Linked DNA regions of Zea mays: region 1 is linked to region 2. Evidence: chromatin contacts called from public Hi-C data. All regions are on one chromosome and are shown on one strand. Each heading gives the region's core, a stretch centred on a gene start, on an enhancer-like site or on the middle of the called end of the contact. The rest is flanking DNA. Distances are from core to core; before and after follow the strand shown.

Region 1 (4,497 bases), core at 1,580-4,079, 250 kb after region 2:
GAGCCAGAACCCTAGCACGATCGGAGCGCGTGATTTTTGCGCCGTAATTTGGGCCTCATTCATCGTTACGAAACAGATCGACGATTTACGCGGTAACCGTCCCACATTTATCGCGAACTTACAGCACTACTTTCCTAATCTCAAACCAACCCAGATCTACGCACACTGGTCACGTATATACAATAGCATAAATGGTCTGACGTCGCGATATTGCATGGTTTATGCTGTTACGTTTCATGTTCTTATGCAGTCGTAAACACTGAACAAACTTGTAAAGTCATCCCACATGATTTGTGAGTCAGCAGGTTCTTTTTGCATGGTTTATGCACATTATTTAATCTATTTATCCCGATATAAATGTTGACGCATGCATAGGTGAACTGCCTTCCTAGATTCGTTGCATGGTATATGCAAATTCTATAATTCAGTTATACCAGCATAAATGCTTACGCAAATCACGCGGGGTGGTGGCCTATCCACGTCCTGGTTGTGCCTTCCCCTGCTAATCGAAGCACAGGGCTTCCATTACCTTGAATGCAGGACACCACAGTACTAGACATGATGTTGTTCTATGACTCAAAAACAATTAAATGCGGGACACTAGAAGATTGTTGTGCTAATCGAGCATATCATCAGCTAGTTCAAAGCTACCTCCATCTCCAGTTGGATCTTTAGTGGATGCAGTAGAAAGTTCTTCTCGTCCTTGTTCTTGCATTTCTTCATTAGAATCAGATTCACCAGATTGTGGAGGAAGAGGAACAACATGCTTCATAATTCTAGAGTATGTTTGGTCAATAGCTCTAGGGAGATTTGCACCAGCCCCCAAAAAGAATTTTATCAACAGCAATTAGTCGATTGAACTCCTAATCGTACGACTAATCACCGTTTAATCGTAATTAGTCGGACGATCAGAGTTCTAGTCGCCCTAGTCGCATCATACACCCTAATCGAGCTTGCAATGGCGATAAGGCCGACTAATCGCGGTTAGTCATACAACTTTAAAACATGGGGTACCACGTAACACAATTGCTTAGAGATCCTTATCGACACTCAAACAAAAGATAGAGGCAGTGTATGCTACCATTGGCATGATCACACTACATTATACAACAAGGAAATCTACATGATAATCTAAATAAAACAATAAAACTGAAAAAAGGAAATGGAAGCATCAAATTTGTCTAATGAACATTTGTACACCAGTATAGAAAAAAAAATACATCTCACATTCCATATAGGAATGACATGAGCAGTGTTTTTAAGTCGTTCGACCAATCGCGATTAGTCAGCCGTATCGTTTTTTAGCATCAGTATACATTTCGACACGAATTGGTCGACTTAATAACGAGTCATCTGACTAATCGTCTAACTCAGACGGTTAGTCGCGGTTTTAAGTCATGGACGACTTAAATAAAAAAGGCTTGGGTTTCATCTCTCAGCCCGTCAACCAGCCCATTAGGTCTTAGGGTTCCAACAACAGACTGGCCCACTTCCAATCCACTATTCTCCAACCTTCTCTCCTGCCCCTCCACTCCTAGCCACCAGAAACAGGAGTCGTTCGTCTCATCGTCAGTTGTCAATCACACTCGTGCTCAGTGATGCTCCACGAGATCACCTCTCCCTTCGCCTCCTGCATCAACTGTCGGCAGTCACCAGCCACCTCGTCCTCCAGCTCCGGTAATCCCTGTGAGGCTTTGACCCTGTCTATTATTTCCCTTTTAAATCTGCTCTGCTCCGCTCCGGTACTTTGCTTGAATGCTTGCCGTGTGGCCGAGATTATGCTACATCGATTGCTATGTTAGTGTACTTGGACAAGTAAGTCACTTTCTTCATTATAATCAGTTTTTTTTGTGCAATCAGTATTTTTTTCATACAAAAACATGGCAAGTCGTCTTATATCGGTTTTTTAGAGTCTAGACGATTTAGCCAATTAGTCGGACGACTTACTATCGATTAGTCGTCCAAGTTGCCCGATAAGTCAGCTGAATCGACTTATCGGTGTGCTCTGGCGACTCAAACCGTCTCAATGACAAAAACATTGGACATGAGTAAAAAGTGGAATAAGTCTACTTCCAAAGGGGATAGCAGTGAACTTGGCATGTGACATGGGATTCCATTGAACCCCCAATATGTCTAAAACAAATCTTCACCTGTCTTGGTTCCAAGGCATATGGGATCAATTTAGACAAATTTCACACGCACTTACAAATTGGCAACTAACAAAGTTCAGCATGTCCAAGCACATTTTGGTTGGTTCATTCATTTCTCACAATGATTTGAGAAAATTTTAAGGCAAATAAAACATTAGCCGGGAAGCCTTATTCTTCTTAATTTGTTAAAATTTAAGGCACAAAAACCTCTTCTTCCTTCTCTTATCTCAGCTTGATTGATCACTGTCTCCTCAGCACAAAATTAAACTCCAAATTTCACATGTAAAATACAGTGGATCAATACGAGTTTCTAATACTTGGGCTATGGAATGCTTCCTCTCACCAGATGACACAATAAAGAACGTGGGTGTACAAACCCAGTATTTTTTGCCAAAAAAATCGAAGATAGTAGGCACTATATATAAGCTTGAAATTAGATCATGCAAATAGCTAAATAGGTTAGGGTTCCGGAACTCGGTTTCGCACAGCAGAAAGGGAAGGGGAGGGGTGCCCATACTTTCTCGTCGCCGGCGAAGGGCTCGTTGAAGGCCTCGTGATGGGACTGAGGAACGGCTTGGCACCTGGCGTAGGTCGGCGGCGGTCGCCCGGTTGTCGCCGCGGGGGCGCGCGCGCACGGCGGGGTGAACGGGAGAAGATAAGGCAAGCGTGTAGGCACAGCCAGGCTGCTTTGGTTTAGGCTTGGATATGGCTCGGCTCGAATCATTAAGCTAACGAACTTGACTCATTTACAAGTTTAAGCTGACTTGTTTAGTTTGCGAGTCAGATTAAAAAATAATAATTAGTTTTCAATTATTTTAAAACTAATTTAATAATAAAAAATAATAATTATACTGATAGTTTTATAGATCATATTAATATATCGTCAAATTAACACAACTCATAATTCATCACTTCACAATTCACATATATTCATCAATTTAACCTATAATTATATTCGCATAGATCAATTTGACACATAGACACATTTCATTAATCATTAGTTTAACTTATAGACCATAAAAACCATGCAAAACATATAACATATTCATAAGTAAATGATATGCATATACCTTCGTTTTCCTGAAATGTGATAGTGTTTATCTTGCGAGCTGGCTTGTTGATGTCAGCTCATCTCGTGAAAAAAAATCAAATGAACCGAGTTGAGTTAGCTACAAACCGAGCGAGCCGATGAGTCACGAGTATTTCATCGAGCCCTACTTTGGTTAAGTTTTGCAGAAGATAGATATAATAATTACTCAAAAGGCCATATTTGTGAAATACTTCTGCCAATATATTTCCTTCCGCTCAACTACTGTATCAATTACCATCCTTCGAACTAATTTCTAAGTCAAATTTTGATTTACAACTAAATTTACAAATATATAACGATATTACATAAGTATATTACAAAAAAGATATGGCCTAGTGCATTTAAATGATACTCCCTCGGTCCCAAATTGAAATTTGTTTTTGGCTTTCAATAGATTCATAAAATAATTAATATATATGTTTGTATATTTGTCTAGATTTATCATCATCAATTTGAATATCATCAACATAGCCTTTTAGCCCCAAGTAAGTTGGGGTAGGCTAGAGTTGAAACTCAGTAAGATGTCACCAAAAGAAGAAAGAGAGAGAAAGGGGAGGGGAAAAACTTTTGAGAGCACTAAAAGGAAAAATGTCTAGTGATGGTTCAGGCACGTGGATAGCTTCTTTCCAAGCACTTATATTCAAACACAACTTGATATTCCATCCTTCAAGTCTCTTTTGATTGCCTCCTCCCATGTCAAGTTTGGTCGACCTCTATCTCTCTTCACATTATTGTCTTGTCTTATGATGCCTCTATGCATCGGTGCCTCTGGGGTCTCCGGTGGACATGCCTAAACTATCTCAACCGGTATTGAATAAGCTTTTCTTGAATTGGCGCTACTCCTAGCCGATCGTGTATGTCATCATTTCTCACTCGGTCTAATCTTGTGTACCGCACTATAACATCCCAAAATTTCAACCCAAGGTTTGGAACCCTAATCTCCTAAACCCCCTTATTTTTATCTCTCACTAAACTCCACCCCTTAGGTCATCTCATCATATGCATACACTTTGATTGCTAGAAGCACCTCACATAGATTATTTTTAGCACCTAAGATTATTTAGCTAATTGTTGTTCAAAAGAAAAGGAGATAAAAAGGAATAGAAATAGAAAATAGAAATGAGAAATAGAAAATAGAAAAAGAAAAAGGAAAAACTCCCCCCCCCCCCTCGGCTGGGCCGTTTCCGGCCCAAGCCACTCCCCCCCCCCCACTCTCGCGCGCCCGCTCCTCCTCTCTCCCTCCCGCGGCCCAAGCAG
Region 2 (4,267 bases), core at 1,675-4,174:
GGTACTGGTCAAGCTGATCATAGGCAAGACAGTCTTCATCCAGCTTTGCTTTACCATCTGCATGGTGCAATCAGAAATGAAATATCCGAACTGAAATATTTCGAAAAGAAGAGAAAACACAAAAGAGACAAGAATAACAGCTTGGACGATAGTCGTGATAGCAACACTTAGCAAGTACAGCAGGTAAAACACGATTGACAAAACACACAAGGGAAAAACTCACCTACTGAACTAGGGAGATCCCAACTGATGTCCCGGAGAATCTCAGGTTCCAGCTCCAGCACTTTTGGTTCATATAAAACCTCCTGAAATCATAAAAGAGGCATGAATGATGTTTCTCATATGACAGTCCGGCAGTGCATGGGAGAATAGAGAGGAAAAGGTAAAAAATGATGTGGTCTAGAACATCATCTTTCTAGTAATATGCTGCTATTTGCTTCGATGTATAACAAGAGCATAGCTATATGTATAACAAGAGCAAATCAAATGACTGGATGCCAATTCATTTTGTTCGTGTAAATGATGAATCAAGAGCATGGCATAATTCAAATGCATAGGCACAGACAGATGAGAAGATGGCTAAGAAAATAACATGAGCCAACTGTTTTTGAACTTCTACTCATGCTTTCATGATTTTTATTGACCATAAATAAGCTACATGGGAGACCTGTTTTTCTTCCTAAAACAAACCAACAATTGGACAATACATATTCATACATAGCCAGCTTCCTTCAGTACTTTGGGCATAGAGAAATTTCCAATATCCAGAAATGGCCTGATTATTTAGAAGTACTGTCAATTTCAGAATATACTTATTATAATAAGCAAATGTTGCAAGTAGAGAGCCAGATTCATAATTCCCAGAATGCTACCTCACAAACATAGTTTTGTCAAAACTCAAAACTGTAAGGTACTGGAGCGGACTAGTGACAACTGTATCAGTTAACAAGGGGAAATGCACAATCAAGTAACACATACTTTTCTCATTCTAATATATCATTCTTAATAATAACAAATCCCGTTTGCTTAATTATGAGCTTGTATGGGACTGACAGTCATACAGAAATGGGGTCATGGTTTTGTAAAATAAATCAATGATAACATAGTTCAACCGTATGAACCACCTACACAAACTGTGAAAAATATTGTTTGCAGTTGAGCCACATACCCTAGCTGGAAACATCAGAGAATCAAATACCGTATCTGACCAACCACGCAAGGCTGAGTTTACTGACGCCACTTTCTTCTTGACACCTAAATAACATGCACAGTTAGCCATATATAGACATGACAAAAAAAACATACACACATTTAAGAACCAAGAGCAATCGTACGTTTGGCTAGCAGATCCTTATCAACCTTCTGAGAATCATTTTGTGTTGAGTGAAACCCTTCCACCCCATCCTTAGCCCACTCATGACACAGTTTGATATCTTCATCAGATAATATTTTCACTGGGTTCTGTGACCTCTGTTTCTGGGTAGATTTCTCTTTCGTGATGGGCCTGTCCTTCAAAGCAGTGCCTTTAATAGTGTTGGTCACATTACTAAAAGCCTTGCGCTGGGACCTCTCTTTCAGGGTGGAAGTGCCCTTCAAACCTGTGCCTTTGGCAAAGTTGGACAAATCCTGAAGAGCTCTCCTCTCTAGATTCCCAGGATTCTCCGACGGCTTCAGCCCTTTGGTCCTTGATCCAGCAGCCCTCTTACCTGAACATTTAGATAAAAGAGATGTATCTAATTCAGGAAAAATCCTTTTCACGAATTAGTTTTTGATAAAAATGCAATCTCACCTCTATTTATCTGTTGGTTCTCGTCAACAAAAACAGAAGCTGGAGTTGGGAAGGCCATGATGGACCAGACAGCTTCTTTCTCTACCTTGAAAGCCGGGCTAAAATCCAATTGACTGATAAAGAGAAACTAATCATAATATAGAAATAATAAATGCTGACTTCTATACGGTATTTCTGAATTCTGATGTACAGAAACTGAACAAGATTTGAAATAAGCTCTGAGAGGCTTAATTTAATATGGATTTGAAGTACCACTAAACTGCAAACATACTAAACTGGATCAGAATTCAGAAGTACACAACCAGGGGAAGAGTTGCATTTCATCTTACAGAGGTCGATTATGAAATTCCATGTAGCAAAACTGCATAACGAGTACCTCCATTCTAGAATATTTGTCACCCGATAGTTCATTTTTAAACTAAACCGTGACAAATAAAAAAGAACCGAGGAGTACGATTTACCAAGGGGAGACAGTGCCTAGATAGGATCCTGGTGATGTGGCTGTGCAGACTTTATTTGCACACCTATGTGATAGCACTTTCCATTGAGATGACATAGACGGAAGCACCACTAAATTAGTGAACCCAACAACATCAAAAGTTCAAAATGCACATATCCTCTACTATCAAGCCAATCAAGATCTAACTGGCATTTTGCATAAGCATCCGATCTGCATCTGCAAACAAATTAACAATGAAAGAGTCTTCGAACCGCTCCTAAATGATGGATTATGAACCCCACTGAGACCTTGTGTGCCCTCAAGAAGAGAAGGGCCACGGAGGGCTAAGCTCGGAACAGCGAACAAATCCACATACAGGGCATCCCAAGAATAGACCAAACGGACCGAAGTACGTTAGGCTTTCGCTTCAGTGGTTCACATCACAGCGAATGACGGCAAAAAAAAAAGGAAGGAATGGAGGGGGAGAGCGCTAGGGTTTACCAGGACAGGAGAAATCAGGTCGATCTCCACTAGCGGATTCAGCAGCAAGGAGAACGAGGACCGGAGAGCAACCCGCGACAGCGTGCCCCGGTGGAGTCGACGGCGCCAGTTCAACGGGACGAGAAAGGGTTTCTTCTTGCCAAGTATTCGGCGTGCGTGGTAGTTGCGGGAAGCAAGGTGGAGAGGAGGCAGAAAAGCTTTTCTGGTGTGCGCTGCTGCTGCGACTGCGAGGAGGGGAAAAAGGGTAGGGGAGCGCTCTTGGCAACGGTCGGATTTTGGATCGGCTTCGGCTCGGCTCGGGAAACCCGTTCGATTAGTATTTTTTTTAGCCTTTCAACGGGCCGTTCCTGAACTGTGCACACTCCCCGCTCGGCCCATTGTTTCCATGTGAGCTAACATTGGGCCGGCCCAAGTCAGCACGTGATAACCCTAATCAGGAACCCTCGTGCCCGTGCGCATATATATCCCCTCTACTGGCCGAAACCCTTCACCTCGCCGGCGCCGCCATCCTCGATTCTCCAAACTCGATTGGTCGACGTGTTTCCGTTCCCTTCTAGCTTTTGTGAACCGTTAAGCTTGGCAATCCTTTTGTGTTGTTTTTTCATTGATTGCGCCATATTAGTGGTTTTGTGTTGAATTTTTCGTTGATCTAGACAAAAATCGTGTGTGGTTTGCAAGATCAGCTTCTTGTTTGGACCTTGAACTGGATCCGGTTCAGGCAATCGGCAATCATACTGCCATCTTGCGAGATTGAATCCGAGCCAGCTTAAACTCACCTGGATCTGACACCCTCGGTGATTTTCTGGGCCCTTTCGGCTGGCACATCTTTTCTACTACTTTCTAAAAGAAAGAACTGTTCGTCCTTTTTGGGTTGTGTTTCGTTGATGTTCGAGCACAGCAAACGCACTCTGTCCCAAAACCTCTCCATGTTTTGTGGCAATTTCTTCGTTTGCGAGAGGGATGTACCCAGAGATCTCGTCCGCGAGGGAGGCTTGCGCTCTGATCTCGTGGAGGATTTTTTGGAAACATGTGTTTGAGCCGTGTCTTATAGAATTTGTTTCTGATTTTGCGTAAAGTTTAGTATTATTCTTCCTTGTTGGTTGATATCCGAGATGATTATGCTCAAATGAAGAACGGTTAAAATTAAAATAATTCCATTAGTACAGGCTATAAATGCTTTAGGTTTTAAATGCTAAATGGTACTCGTACGAGTTTAGGGTTTAGATTATAGTATGTTCTGACCATATAATCTAAATTGTTTTGAACTATCTAGCCTTTGCTTTAGGTTTTAAATGCTAAATGGTACTCGTACGAGTTTAGGATTTGAGATTATAATATGTTCTGACTATAATCTAAATTGTTTTGAACTATCTAGCCTTTGGAGATTTATCACATGGAATGCAATTCCTCGATGCATTAATCATCAATGCATGAGATGAATATACAATTGTCAAAGCATCGATGTTTGAAATTGGCTTATGCTTCCCAAAACAAATTCATAGTTGTTAGATACGTTGCGGTTACTGGGGAAACACTTT

The links. Hi-C and Micro-C count contacts between places; a contact is called where the count stands out from the background.
Region 1: a Hi-C map of leaf shows a contact between it and region 2, with 5 times the contacts expected there. The contact joins the promoter of LOC100272819 here to the promoter of LOC100193981 in region 2. A contact is called at or near these places in 3 of 25 Hi-C or Micro-C datasets (endosperm, leaf and tassel).

What each region holds. Positions count from the first base shown.
Region 1 is chr4:139,213,493-139,217,989 of Zm-B73-REFERENCE-NAM-5.0, forward strand. LOC100272819 (glycine-rich protein) reads right to left here and starts at 2,830. Exons shown (of 3, transcript NM_001147272.1): 1 at 2,668-2,830.
Region 2 is chr4:138,959,224-138,963,490 of Zm-B73-REFERENCE-NAM-5.0, forward strand. It overlaps LOC100193981, which reads right to left and starts at 2,925. Exons shown (of 6, transcript NM_001139048.1): 1 at 2,730-2,925; 2 at 1,790-1,902; 3 at 1,335-1,706; 4 at 1,169-1,254; 5 at 224-305; 6 at 1-57. The coding sequence starts at 1,847.